Regions from separate parts of the Sus scrofa genome. Here region 1 is linked to region 2. A link is a contact called in public HiChIP or PLAC-seq data. All regions are on one chromosome and are shown on one strand. The core of a region is the stretch at or near the end of the contact, and the rest is flanking DNA. Distances in the headings are between cores, read along the strand shown.

Evidence for each region. HiChIP or PLAC-seq counts read pairs in DNA pulled down with a chosen protein or histone mark.
Region 1: a contact with region 2 is called in an H3K27ac HiChIP or PLAC-seq map of alveolar macrophages. The contact joins the promoter of TOB2 here to the enhancer-like site in region 2. A contact is called at or near these places in 4 of 5 promoter capture datasets (fetal liver, fetal skeletal muscle, liver and 1 more), 7 of 47 Hi-C or Micro-C datasets (alveolar macrophages, embryonic fibroblasts, fetal heart ventricle and 4 more) and 2 of 2 datasets of contacts at active chromatin or transcription factors (alveolar macrophages and skeletal muscle).

Annotation. Positions count from the first base shown.
Region 1 is chr5:7,084,968-7,092,675 of Sscrofa11.1, forward strand. It overlaps TOB2 (protein Tob2), which reads left to right and starts at 1,430. Exons shown (of 2, transcript XM_021091455.1): 1 at 1,430-2,761. LOC110260629 (a long non-coding RNA gene) reads right to left here. Exons shown (of 7, transcript XR_002343880.1): 5 at 5,753-5,890; 6 at 4,575-4,860; 7 at 1-962.
Region 2 is chr5:6,940,157-6,947,048 of Sscrofa11.1, forward strand. DESI1 (desumoylating isopeptidase 1) reads left to right here. Exons shown (of 6, transcript NM_001243397.1): 2 at 2,962-2,983; 3 at 4,984-5,053. Among named protein-coding and RNA genes, the nearest start is that of DESI1, 14 kb to the left of the region's middle. Within about 2 kb of position 4,090, at least 3 of the 83 cell types and tissues checked have an H3K27ac peak or open chromatin away from gene starts, as enhancers often do. A contact at or near this core is called in alveolar macrophages, where this site is marked.

The DNA of each region.
Region 1 (7,708 bases), core at 180-2,679, 140 kb after region 2:
TCCCGTGTGATACACCCTCAACTTTCTCATGCTGTCTTGTAAGGTTTCCTTTTGGGGTATACACACTGAAGAGCACAGTACGGGAAGGATGCAAGCTGGCCAGAACGGTGACCTTTAAATTAAGAACAGCAACTATTTGAGCCAAGCTTTACATACAGTATCATATCTAATCCCCACAGGATCTCGATCTCCATTTTAAGGACGAGAGGACAGGTCTGACGGTATAAAGAGAATTTGTGCCTTTCAATCAAGATAACCCGGTTGGTGGCAGAATTGGGATTCAAACCCACCTACTTCTAAGGCTGCCTCTAGTAAATAACTACAAATACCAGTATCCCTTGCAGCGCCCCAATGCGCAAACGCACTCCCCCCCAAGACCTCCATGGCTCCACGCCCCCGCCTCCCAGTCCTAAAAGGTTGGATCGAACATCCAATCAGATGTCGCCGCTCCCTGTTTCCGACCAATGGGAAGGCTGTTGCTAACATACTGGTTATATTTTTAGCGCTTCAGCACCAGGGAGCGGCGAGCCAGATCTCGCTGGGTTGCGACTCGCGAGGAGAGGAGAGGGGAAGGGAGGAGAGGGAGGTGGGGGAGGAGGAAAAAAAGGGGAGGGATGGAGTCGGGCAAGGCGGTGGGGGCGTGTAAGTGACGCTCTGCCACTTGCTGACGCACAAGCAAGTAGTCCCTGGAGGTGCCCCAGGGGATAAAGCGCTCGGGGTGTGGGGGATGGGGACGCTCCGGCCCAGGCTCCCTCCCCCTTCTTGTCCCCTTGGAGTTTGCCCTCCAGTCCAGCGTTTCTCCGCTGCAGTCAGGAGAAGCGCATTAAACCCCTACGCTACCATTGCCGCCTGTCCTTGCCAAAAAAAGTGATCAAGGAAAAAAAAACTGCAAACCGTGTCTGGAAACTTTTGGATCTCGCCACCCCACGTGGGTTCGGCGACTGCCGTTGGGCCGGAACCATCTAGAATGAGAATAAAGTGTGAGAGAGAGTTAGGGAATGGGCGATTAAAGAAGGGATGGGAATAAGACTTAAGGCGAAAGCTCCCAGTGGCCCTGGGCTTCACCTGGCAGTCTACCGTGCCTGTGACCTCACTCGGCACAGGCCTCCCCACCCCCAACTCCGCGCCCCTCACAGTGACAAAGTAGCCGAGTGACCCCCTTGGCCATAGCAGGGGCAAGGGATGTAAGTGCGAGTCTGAATCAAGGGACCGTCTGGTGCGCAAGCCTGGGGCATCTGGCATAAACAGGCGCCCTAGGATGCCGGCGAAGGCTGTTGCTGAAGGATGAGGCTCCAGTAACCCCTTTTTTGGGGGGGGTTCGACGACTGGGAAGAACCAAAAGGGGCGTCCTCTGACGCCGGAGCTCCGCCTGCAGCAGGCGGAGGACGCGCTCGCGCGTCTGCGCAGAGAGCGCTGGCCGGGTCCCTGCGGTGAGGTTAACCCGCGCCAGAGGCCGCGAGTGGAAGGTTAATGTATCGCTTGGCTCTTTTTCCTGCGCCCCCATCCTCCTCGCCCCTTCTTACTCCCGTTTTGCGTGCCCAAGCCCCGGTTTCTCCCTCGCACTCCCCTCGACGTTAGGCGTCGTCCCCAAATGAGGCACGAGGCTCTTGGAAGATTCGGGACAACTGGAGTTGATAAAGGTCCAAAATCTGTCCAGAACTCCAGTAGTCCCCTGAGCTCCCCACCCGCGAAGAGATTTTACTGGTGTGGTGCGAGTGCTGCGGGAAAAGTCGGACTGTCAGATGCGCCGAGCTGAAGGGATTCGCCGAGGTGGCCTGCGCGATGGTTCGGGAAAGCATACGAACCCTCGGCGCCAGGGCAGGTGCAGGGCTGAAGACACAGCGGGGACGTCCCCTTCTTTTGGACACCCATTCATCCAGCACACCTAAAGTGAGCAGCTGGGTCCCAAACCGGGACCCTACCCTCGCAAGCTTGCTGTCTGCATAGGGAAACACTTTACACGATGAGGACAATTTGAGCAGTTTGGGCATGAAGAAAATAACTACGATGCCGGCGTCGTGATGGGAAGGGGAGGCGGCCCGCGTTACACAGGGCGGTCAGAGGCAGCCTTGCTGATATTTGAGCCAGGATCTGAGTGAGGAGGGTGACCGGCCACCCACGCGTAGGACTAGGGCGGTGGCCAAGGGCCCCCGGGTTCCACGCGGAGCAGGGAGCCGCGCGCCTCCAGGGGTTAAGCTGCCTGCTGGCTGGGAAGTAGTCCCGGCCCAGCGCCCGGCCCCGCCCCTGCAGGGCGGAGGGACGCATCACGCAGGGGTGGGGAAGGCGGATCCGTGCGCAGGGTTGCTAAGGGTGAAACTTTTCATTGACTTTGCTCACTTCGGGCCGGGGCGCGGGAAGGAGCGGGTTCTTGGTGGGGGGGAGCGAGTGGCTTGGGAAACGCGAGGCCAGAAGGGCAAGACCAATTCGCCGGCCACAGCCCAGACCGTACTCCGCCCCGCGACACGAACCACCCTCGAGTCCGCCATCCGCGGTTCGTCGCCGCCGGCCGGCCCGCCCGCCCTCCGTCCCTAGCCGCCGAGCCCGACCTCCAAAAAGCAGAAAGAATTATTGAGAATCATAACCCATAAGCCCCCTCAATCGTCCCCCAACCCTCAACGAAGAAAAAGACACCTTGGCCCCCGGCCGGGCGGCGCCCGGGAGAGAAGGGAGAGTGACCTCCGCCCCGCGCTCAGGACCACCCTGGAGGGAGAAGCCGCCCCGCGGCCGGCACACCGCCCCGCCACCGCGGAGACCCGAGTGAGTGAGTAGGAACCTTGCGGGCGGGGGGGGCCCCAGACCCAATAGGCCGGATGCCTTTCCCCACCCTCGCCCCACTCCAGCTCTTTTTGCTGGACACTCCACGTTGCGGTCGCACCCCCCCTTACACCTGATCAACATTTTCCTTTCTCTTCCCACCTCCCTCTGGAACCCCCCCTTGCCCTGTGCTACTCTTTCCTTTCACGTCGCTCTCATCCTGGGGTATCCCAGAGTCCCTGTCTCCCCCTGTTCCAAGTGCGGCCACCTCCTGGGTGGGGTGCATTCCCTCCCTCCTCCGCCTCCCTCCGTTCTTCATAGCCTAGGGAGTCGCTAGATTTTCCTTGTTCCCCCTGAAAAATAACTCCCACCACTATTAAATAAATCAGAGGAAGGAAGAGGATCCAGGCCTTGTTTTTCTCCTTCTTTTCTCCGGTGCGAGGAATGGGGTGGTAATAATTAATAGGGTTTATTTTTGGCCCTGTGGAGCCTGAGGAATGGAGGGTGAACACCCCCCTTTTGAACCGGTCAGGACTGTCCTCTGGCTGCCCAGCCTGAATTGACCATTTCGTCTTGAGCTTTTTATCCTCGTTAATGTTTTCAAGGAAAACTGGGCAGAAAAAAAAGTACCCTTAAGCAGTATCAACGAGTGGATTCTGGTTGATCCTGGTGAGGTGCCTAGGAGAAAGCTCCCTATTCCTACGCTCCTTCCCCTCTTGTCCAGAAGATGGACTGTGCCCTTGACCAGAAAGGGAGAGGAAGGAGGGAGCACAGAGAGGAGGGGCAGCTGGCAGACCTTTCCCACCCCCTAGAGGAACCAGAACCCCACACAGCGGGCGTCAACTCAGGGGCTAGCCCAACGGGGTTCCAGGCGGCGTCTGCTCAGTATCTTAACCATTTTTTATCTTTCCTACCCACACTACGCTGGGAGTGGGTCCCTCATCTTTGATTTAACAGCAGGAAAACACCCCTATTGCTTTCTTGGGTGCCTGCCCCCATCCCCCTCTTGAGCAGAGGTGGAAAGAAGCTAGTGTGGGAGGAAGGATTAGGGAGGTTTAACACCCAGCAGGGGAGCTTTGCGAGGATCTGGTAAGTCTGGTCATAGAGAAGGCCTTGCAATAGGAGTCTGACAAACAATTTTAAGTATTAGAAGATGTAGTTCAGGTATCAGATGTACAATTTTTCCTTCCCTGCCCGGGAACCTTTTCCCATTACCTTGCCAGGTCTGGTTACTCGGACTTGGATTAGAAGGGGGGTAAGACTTCGGCCCTGCTGGCATCAGGGCCTGATTTTCGGCCCAGTGCCTCCCCGTAGCTTAAAACTGGGAGTTTCTTCGGCTGAGAGGATGGGAGAACTGGGTTTAATTCCTGCCTTTCCTGGCTGTGAGGGTGCAGCAGCCGAGCCTGCTGGGCAGTGAATGAAAAGGCTCTTTTTTCTTTGAATACACCGTCCCTGCAGCAACTCCAAAAGGAGACCACTCAGCCCAAAGAATACAGATGAAGCGGCGGGGTTTGGGGCTGGGGAGGGGGAGGAATGTGAGGCTATCTATCCCAGTTTACCGCCTTCACCCAGGAAAAACTCACTAGAAGCAGATCTTAAATCAGCAGCCATGAAGAAAGAGGAGGAAAGGAAAGTTGAGTTTCTCAAGAAGCCGAGACAGGGATATTGGTGGGGCGATACCGTAAGGGGAGTAGGCCTGATGAGTAGAATTTATATAAAATGTATTAGGAGGTGGGTGGGGGAGGGGCGCCCTCTGCCACAGCGCGCATGTGCATCGGAAACTTTTCCTGGTTCTCCGACCCTCCGCCAGCTCCCCTTACCGGGCATGCGTAGCTCCCGGCTGAGTCTTCGCAAAGTACGCTGGGAAGTGTAGTGTGCCCACAAAGTAGGTCATATGCTTCAACCTGAGTGTTAAGTGTCTGAAGACTGCAATTCCCAGAGCGCAGAGCGCGCCTTTGCCGCCGCCCTCTCCTACGTTGGGGCTCAGTCTGGTCTTCCTGGCTTTAGAGGAACCGAAGTGCCTTGGAGAGGGCCCTTTTTGTAGCAAGAAGCCTTGTAGCCATACTTGGGCTTTCGCAGTCCATGTTTCAGGGAGATGGTGTGAGACTGTGGGCGGGGTGGTGTAGTCAGCACAAATCCTGGAAGCCTTTCAACTTTACCCCGCCCGTCTGAGCCTCCGCCTCCAACGGGCCACCGCCTTGCCTTTGGGACCCGTGTGGTGGGATGAGGCCATTCCCGGTCTCTTGCTCCCCAGAACCGGTCTTGTCAAAATTGAGGACCTTAACTCCTCCCCCCGCTTTTTAGGCCTCACCCTCAGCATTTGGAAGTTGCCAGGCTAGGGGTCAAATCGGCCGGCTTACGCCACGGCGTAATCCTTAACCCACTAATTGAGGCCAGGGATCAAACCTGCAACCTTATGGTTACTAGTTGGATTCGTTTCCGCTGCTCCACATCGGAAACCCCTTGACTCCTTTTTTCCACACTCACTGGTGGTAGTGCTTGATTGTAGGGTAATCGGGTGTTAAAACTTGAGGTGCTTGATTATTTTACAGGTACTCAGACTCTGGGAGCCCAGAGGACTCCCTCACCATTATCCCTCCTTTCTCTATTTTTGTTTCTGTTTTTGTCTTTTTAGGGCCGAACTCCCAGCATAGGGAAGATCCCAGGCTAGGGGTGAATGGGAGCTACAGCTGCCGGCCCAGGCCCCACCTCACAGCAACACCAGATCCTTAACTCACTGAGCGAGGCCAGGGAACGAACCGCATCCTCATGGATACTAGTCCGGTTGGTTACCACTGAGCCATACTGGGAACTCCTCCATTTTTGTTTTTGGCTGCTCTCCCAGTGTGCAGAAGTTCCTGGGCCAGAGGTCAGACCTGTGCCACAGCAGCACAACCAGGTCCTTAACCTGCTGAGAAACACGGGAACTCCTTTTCCCCCTTTAAAACATAACATTCTCATGTTAAAGACTTTCCTTCCTATTTTTCTCAGAAGTTACCTGGAATCTCCATTACCATGTCATTGACATGCAGCACCTTCCAGCTTCTTTCTTCCTCTCTTTTTGACAGTCTCTTAAGCACTTACTCTCCAACACACAGGTCAACACAAGAATCTGAATCCAGGATTAACTTTGTTGCTGGAAATAAAACAAGTAAAGGAGGATAAGATTCTAAATAAAAGCAGATAAAGGAGTTTCCATTGTGGCTCTGCAGAAACAAACCTAAGTAATATCCATGAGCATGCAGGTTTGATCCCTGGCTTCGCTCAGTGGGTTAAGGATCCTGTGTTGCTGTGAACTATGGTGTAGGTCACAGACGCAGCTCAGCTGTGGCTGTGGCTGCAGGTCTGATTTGACCCCTAGCCTGGGAACTTCCATATGTCGCAGGTGCAGCAGCCCTGAGAAGCCCCTCCCCGCCCCCAAAAAAAGGTAGATATAATTTTATTCTCATTTGCAACTTTTTAATATGTTTACATATATTTAACATAATAATACCTTGACAACATTCTGCTGTTGTTGAGCACTTAGCCTTTTGTTCTGTTTTATTTTTTCCTTTTTCTTTTTGCCAACTTCCTGGCCTTTTGTGCCTGGGTCGGGGCTGGAAAAGGTCTTAGAATCCTCTCCTGTGTCCTAACTCAAATCTGCTTGTTCCTTGGAGTTCCCATCGTGGTTCAGTGGAAACAAATACGACTAGTATCCATGAGGACACAGGTTTGATACCTGGCCTCGCTCAGTGGGTTAAGGACCCAGCGTTGCCATGACCTGTGGTGTCGGTCCCAGACTCGGCTTGGATCTGGTGTTGCTGTAGCTGGTGGCTACAGCTCCAATTCAACCCCTTGCCTGGGAACCTTCATATGCCACAGGTGCAGCCCTAAAAAGACAAAAAAAAAAACCCTACTTTTTCTTTTTATTGAAGCTTTCTGTTTCACCACGTTCCATGAATATTTAATATATAAGCTCTAGAATTTGTCCATAGCCTTAAAAAAAGTGAAGAAACTGATCTGAATGGTCATTCCCACCTTTAGTTAAAGACAAGCCAGCACCAGTGCTTTAATCCTCTGTTCCATAAGCTTCTTGAAGTCAAAATTAGAGCCTGAGCTGACAGAGCAGAAAATCTCATTCTAGTTGTCCGGCCTTTTTGTAAGGTTCCACCCCACAGCCATCTGGCCTGGCCTGTTCCCCAGTTAAAGAAGCGAAGGTGGCATTCATTATATACTTCCTCATTTGTGCAGCAGCATCACTGAGGTATAAACTGGTGTGCAGCTTTAGTTGCTTAGGCTGCAGAAAATGGTTAGCTGGGCAGGGCTGATGACAGTGATTCTATTGTATTTTGTGCTGGGAGGCTTATTTCCTAATGACTTTGTCCTGCGTTTAACATGCTTCCATTTTGAGGCTGAACTCTTCAGGGGAGGTGAACTTGGAAGGCAGTTATGCAGCAAAGTTTGAGAAGGCACAGCAAGGCCTAGGAGCCCTTTGGACTGCGTGGAACGACCAAGAGGCCATGAGGTGCCTTGAGACGTTTCATGTTGTGTTCAAGTGTCACTTGAAGTCCAGGCCCATTCTTGGGAACCAGTGCCAACTTTCTTCACAACTTTTTGGTCTCCTCTGTGTAGGACACCTGTAGTGGGCCACTGTGGCCCCTACAGACCTCCATTCTGAGAGGAGGCTCATAGTCCTGCTGGCTGATTTGCATCTGTCCATGAACCCAGCACTCATGAACAGAAAGCCCCTGGGAGTTCCCCGATGGCCTAGCAGTTAAAGGAGCAGTATTATCATTGCCTTGGCTTGAGTTCAGTCCCTAGCCTGGGAACTTTCACGTGCCGTGAGTGCTGCCAAAAAAAAACCCTAGAAAGCTCCTTACCTTTACCATTCTGCTTCTCTTCGAACCTAGAAGGACCCTGGAATTGCTCTGTGGAGTCCATGACTAGACATTTGTATACATGTGGAGATTAAGTC
Region 2 (6,892 bases), core at 2,840-5,339:
ACAAGTAAAATAGATTCAGCATTTCATACCAATTTGCTGGATACTAAAATCTGTTCTTAGATCTTACCTATCGACTCTGAGGTGGAATTTCTTTGATCATTTTAAGGTCTTTACCCTTTTCCCCAAGGAGGCCATTATATGTAACATTACCACTTAACAAACTTCTGTGTACCACACACCATGTTGTTATTATATTATTACAGCTTACAACTTTGTATTGAAGAAACTGTGGCTCAGGTTGAGTAAACTTGCCCAAGATCCACTGCTAGCAAAGGGAAATGCTTGGATCTGAACCCATGCCATGTTCTTAACTGCCTCTGATGACACTATGCTGAGCCATCAATGAGTTGTCATGGAGGAGCCATGGTTACTTTTATCTCTTTGAAAAAAAGAAAATTAGGCTAATGTTATCTCATGTTAAAGAGGCAAAGTATTACCACTTTAAGAAATAGTGTAACAAAGGGAGAAGCAGGAGTTCCCGTCGTGGCGCAGTGGTTAACGAATCCGACTAGGAACCATGAGGTTGCGGGTTCACTCCCTGCCCTTGCTCAGTGGGTTAATGATCCGGCGTTGCCGTGAGCTGTGGTGTAGATTGCAGACGTGGCTCGGACCCTGCATTGCTGTGGCTCAGTGGGTTAAGGATCCGGCGTTGCCGTGAGCTGTGGTGTAGGTCACAGATGCGGCTCGGATCCCACGTTGCTGTGGCTCTGGTGTAGGCCGGTGGCTACAGCTCCGATTGGACCCCTAGCCTGGGAACCTCCATATGCCGCTGGAGCAGCCCAAGAAATAGCAAAAAGACAAAAAAAAAAAAAGAAAAGAAACAAAGGGAGAAGCATAAGCTTATCACCCTTAAGCTTAGTGCTTAGAGTTTTATCCTTTAGAAAGTCACAGGGCAAACACGGAAGCATGGAAAGTAATTTAGCAAATCAATAAATGGTTACCATGAAATCACAACCAAAGGTGAGTGAGTGATGTTTGATTATGTTCTGGTGTCTTTTGCTGCCCTTCCTCTTCAACCTGTTGTGTCTCCCATAGACCAAAGCCCTCACTCCCCTCTCTTCCCTCCAGTTTATCTTCTGTTCTTATGTTATCTTTTAGAACCATTTAAAAACATGGATCTGGAGTTCCCGTCGTGGTGCAGTGGTTAACGAATCTGACTAGAAACCATGAGGTTGCAGGTTGGATCCCTGGCCTTGCTCAGTGGGTTAAGGATTCGGCGTTGCCGTGAGCTGTGGTGTAGGTCACAGACTCGGCTCGGACCCTGCATTGCTGTGGCTCTGGCGTAGGCCAGTGGCTACAGCTCCTATTAGACCCCTAGCCTGGGAATCGCCATATGCCGCGGAAGCAGCCCTAGAAAAAGCAAAAAGACTAAATAAATAAATAAATAAAATAAAAACATGGATCTGATCAAGGCACTCTACTGCCTAACAACCTTCAACACCCCACATTACAGGACAGCCTCCAGTCCAGGTTTCCTTTGCTTTGCTCATACCCTGCCTGCCACTTGCCCTCTTATTGTTACTGCACCCTTTGCTTTACCCTGCAAGACCTTAGACTTTTTCACAACTGGGCTTTTGTACATACTATTCCCTCTGGCAGAAATGTCCATCCATGCTTCTGTTTTTTTGTTCACTGGTTGAATTACAGCTCCTGAAGATAGTTCTCTCCCTCCACCCCTGTGGAAGTTCCCAGGCCAGGGATCAAACCCATGCCACAGCAGTGACCTGGCCCACTGCAGTGACAACACCAGATCCCTATCGCTGAGCCACAAGAGAATTCCATGAAGGTAGTTCTGTATTATTTTTACCATTATTGTAGAGCCTATCAACATTGTGTTTTAGTTAGTTATGTGTGTGTGTTTCTTTTTCCACTTGACTTTGGATTCCTTAAAAGCAAGGCAGTAATCTGTTCGTATCTGCATTTCCATACCTCACGTCATTTCCAACATGTCGAGGTATAGTATACATATGCATTGACTATTCAGATGGATGGCTTTTGCAAAGTTTGCTCTCTTATTTCTAAAGAATTTCATTTCACGTATGCTTAATGAAGAAGTGGATAATTGGAATTCCCGCTATGAGTCAACGGATTAAGAACCCAACTAGTATCCGTAAAGATTCGGGTTTATTCCCTGGCCCTGCTCAGTGGGCTAAGGATCTGGTGTTGCCATGAGCTGCCGCATAGGTTGCAGATGTGACTCGGATCTGGTGTTGCTGTGGAAGTGGCATAAGCCAGCAGCTGCAGCTCTGATTCAACCCCTAGCCCGGGAATGTCCATGTGCCTCAGGTGCAGCCCTAAAAACAAACAAAAAGAAGTGGATAATAGCTTTTCCGTAGTGTTGTTTTACTTGGTCTCTATAGATGAGACAAAGAAATTAAAAAGGCAAAGTTGAATTGACCCTAAAGGGGAAAGAAAAGCAGACATAAATTGGTTACATCTATATTAGTGTTTCCATCTTGCATTCTGCCTAAGGATTCTGATTTTTTTGTTTGTGTTGTTGTTTTTTTTTTTTTTTTTTTGTCTTTTTGCTATTTCTTGGGCCGCTCCCGCGGCATATGGAGGTTCCCAGGCTAGGGGTCTAATCGGAGCTGCAGCCACCGGCCTACACCAGAGCCACAGCAACACGGGATCCGAGCCGCGTCTGCAACCTACACCACAGCTCTCGGCAACGCCGGATCGTTAACCCACTGAGCAAGGGCAGGGAGTGAACCCGCAACCTCATGGTTCCTAGTCGGATTCGTTAACCACTGCGCCATGACGGGAACTCCCAGGATTCTGATTATTTTTAAACTTACTTAATACAACACAACCTAAGGATCTTATTGGAGAATTGCATTCCTAGAAAGAACCCCAGGAGGTTTATAGTGTGTTACCATGAATTTGATTGGGGTTCTAAATTACTCTGGCTGGGAAGCCATTTAGTCTAGTCCCAAGTGACTAAATCTCTTTTTTTCTCCACAGGGAAACAACTGGAAGGCATCTGGTAAGTTGGGTGGGGCTCCCTACATTGACTGGTTTATAAAACCAAACAACATGCATTTCAGGTTCCAATCTGTGGCTTCCGGTTTGAAGCCACAAATCTTCAAGTTCTAAAGCAGTGGCTCTTAACCAGGAGTTATGAGTGTCTAGAGTCATTTGGGCTGGATGGGTGGAGGTCATGGATGCTGCTATAAACATCCTACAATAGACAGGACATCCCTTCACAACAAAGAGTTACCCAGCCAAAAATGTTAGTGGTGCTGAGGCTGAGAAACCCTGTCCTAAAGAAAAGCAGAATGGTGTCCTGCCCCCTCCTGATCAAGCTTTCTAACTGCAAGTCCTGAGGACCTCACCTGTGTCTCCAAACATGCCTGCTCTGGTCTCCAGACCCATCCCTGTCAAACACGTGACGGTGGCTGGGCTCTCAGCTCCATTTTGGAGGGAACTGTAGGTCAGTGTTCTGTCTGGACTCCCAGAGCCTGCGACGTTTTGGTTTACCAGAATGACCCTTTGCTTTGTTTGACTTGAAGCAAGAAGTACCATGAGCACCTTCACCTGAAATAGGTCCACACTTAACATCATCTGGTTCTTCTCTCAACATGGTCCAGGTTAACTGCTCCTGTTAGTTTAAAAAGCCTGCAAAAAAAAAAAAAAAAAAAATGGAGTTCCCGTCGTGGTGCAGTGGTTAACGAATCCAACTAGGAACCATGAGGTTGCGGGTTCGGGCCCTGCCCTTGCTCAGTGGGTTAACGATCCGGCGTTGCCGTGAGCTGTGGTGTAGATTGCAGACGCGGCTCGGATCCCGCGTTGCTGTGGCTCTGGCGTAGGCTGGTGGCTACAGCTCCGATTCAACCCCTGGCCTGGGAACCTCCATATGCCGCGGGAGCAGCCCAAGAAATAGCAACAACAACAACAAAAAAGACAAAAAGACAAAAAAAAAAAAAAAAAAAAGCCTGCAGAATTTTATTTCGGTAATTGATAATTAGTATTGGTGTGAATGTCTAAGGACTTCCTTCTGCTCACGTGATCTGCCCCAGTGGTTCTCCACAGGGGACAATTCTGCCCACAGAAGACCTTTGTCTAGCCACGTGTTTGGTTGTCACAGCTGGCAGGGAGGAAGGGGACGGGGATATGGTAGTGCCATCTAGTGGCTAAAGGCCACGTTGCTGCTGAACACCCTAGAAGGCACAGGACGGCCCCCACAACAAGGATTATCCAGCCCCAAATGTCAGTGGTGCCAAAGTTACTCTTAGGGTTTTTTTCCTTTTTACAGCTGTGCCTGGGGCTTATGGAGGTTCTGAGGTTGGGGGTAGAATTAGAGCTGTGGCTGAGGCCTACGGCACAGCAACAGCAACACTGGATCCAAGCCACGTTGCAGAAACACCAGATACTTAACCCACTGAGCAAGGCCAGGGACTGAACCTGCATCCTCATGGAGACTATGTTAGTCCCACTGAGCCACAATGGGAACTCCTACACTCAGTATTTCTTAATAACCTATAAGGGGAAAGAACCTGAAAAAGAATATGTAGATGGATAATGTAACTAACAAGTGCCAAAGTTGAGAAACCCCGATCTATGGTATTTATCTTACCTTTGTTTGGTTAGTTTTACTTTTTTTTTTTTTTTGTCTTTTTTTAGGGCTGCACCTGAGGCACATGGAGGTTCCCAAGGCTAGGGGTCAAATCAGAGCTGTATGTGCCAGCCTGCAGCACAGCCACAGCAGCATGGGGTCCGAGCCTCATCTGTGACCTACACCACAGCTCATGGCAACACTGGATCCTTAATCCACTGAGCAAGGCCAGGGATCGAACCCGTGTCCTCGTGGATACTAGTTGGGTTCGTTAATCACTGAGCCAGGATGGGAACTCCAGTTGGGTTAGTGTTACGAAGCTGTTGACTTTGTAAGTTGTATCCCTTAAGCAGAGATTACTCTCATTGCAGTGTCCTGTTTGCTGTCTCTCAGACCGGTTTTCATCTCTCCGCCTCTTCTCTGCGTTTTAGGCACACCTCCATAGTTGTACACAAGGATGAGTTCTTCTTCGGCAGTGGTGGTATCTCCAGCTGTCCACCGGTGAGTGCCTTCCCCACCCTGTCCCGCAGTCTCTGGGTCCCGGGGGTTCCCACAGACCAGGAACTTTGCTGCTGCTCTGTAGCTCTGGCTTCTAGCACAGTGTATATAGTTCCTCATGATGACCATAAGCTCAGTAGCCTTCCCAGATCTCCTAGCCAGTTGCCCTCCTCTCTGCTTCCACAGCACTGTGGTCCCTCTGTGTCACACTGACCATGTTACTGGTGAAATGAGCTGTCACTGAGTCCCCACAGGGAGCCATGTATAAGCTCCTTCTAAGCTGAGACTGTCCCACTCCCCTCCACCGTCATCAGCTCAGTGCCCCATTCGTAGTACAAACTCAGTGTGAAGCTGAACGATGAGGGCTGAGAGGTAAAGTGAGTTGCCCAGGGCTGTGCAGCCAGTTACAGCACCAGTTCTAAACCCAGGTCTCCCTGACTCTAAAGCCCGTGCCCTTTTCCGGAAAATTTCTGTCCGAGCTGTCTAAGGGGTGTCACAGGAGGTACTCAAGCAAAAGCGAGGCAGCCATTCACTCTTACACTCATAAATGGGAAGCCACTTTGTATGTCTTCCTCCCACTGGCACCCACCTCTTACGAGAAGGCCTTCAGTACACCCAGTCGGTTCTTCCTTGTAAGTGTATCTTAAACCAGTCTGTCTCTCTTCATCTCTTCCCATTTCTCCAGAGCTTTCACCTTAATCCAGGCCACCCTCATTTCTAGCCTGGACTACAGCAGTGCAGCCTTTCTTCTTCCTTCTTAGCCCGTTCTCCATACGGAAGGCAAAATGACCTTTTCAAGATAAACATCTGATCATGGTATTCCCCTGCCTAAGTCGCAACTCTCCCCATTGCTCTTGGAGTAAAACCCAGAAAGCTCAGCATAGCCGTCAAGGCCCCATCTGATCAGGGCTCAGTCTCTGGATGGCCTCTGTGCAGGTTGCACCTTTCCCCACCCCCTCTCTTCTCTTTCCTTGAACACACTTTGGACATTTAAACCTGTCCTCTGACTTCAGCCTCCCTGATCCTTCACCTGGTTATGCCACTCCATCCTTCAGATGAGCTCACTGTCCCTTTCTCAGGCAAGTCTTCTCTGACCTTCGCACTGGGAAGGTCCCCTGACTTATGTACTCTTCTTTTTCCAGCAAGACTCTTATTGCAGGTCATGGTTGTACATTGGTTGATGGGATTGTTTGTTTGTTTGTTTGCCTTCCCTGCTAGACTATAAGCTCTATGAGGGCAAGAATCTTGTCTTTTTGTCCACATCAAACCCCCAGTGCCTAGCATAAGGCCTGGCACAAAGCAAGTTATCAATACGTGTTTGCTATATGAGTGAATAATAGAGTGTCAGATTGTAACCCTTTAGTCGCTTTTAGCCCTGAGATTATTGTTCTCTGACTACAATCGTCATCCTGCTCACCATGCCTCTCCCAGTGCCTAGAACAATGGCAGGCACTGGGCAGGTGCTCAGTAGCTATTGGTGAATGTATGATCTTTTGGGGGAGCTCTGTTCTGCAGTGCTGTCCTTTACTCCCCAGCCCATCCCAGCTCTCCTCCCCAGTGATCCTGTTGCTTTCCCCTTGGCCAGTTTCCCCCACGGCCTGTCTCTCCTCTAGTCTGCTGTGGCAGCTGTTAACCCATGGCTGAGGGTATTCTGTATTGAGGGGCCATTAACTCCCTATCACCACATTAGATTAGCCTCACAGATCCAAAGGGAACTGAACGGTGGAAATATTTGCCGATCTGCCAGCTTTCTCACAGTTCTTCACATTTTCCCAGTGTTACAGGGATGTCAGGTGTGCCACAAGAAAAATTGGCTGCATATACTGTGACCATAGGCATGGA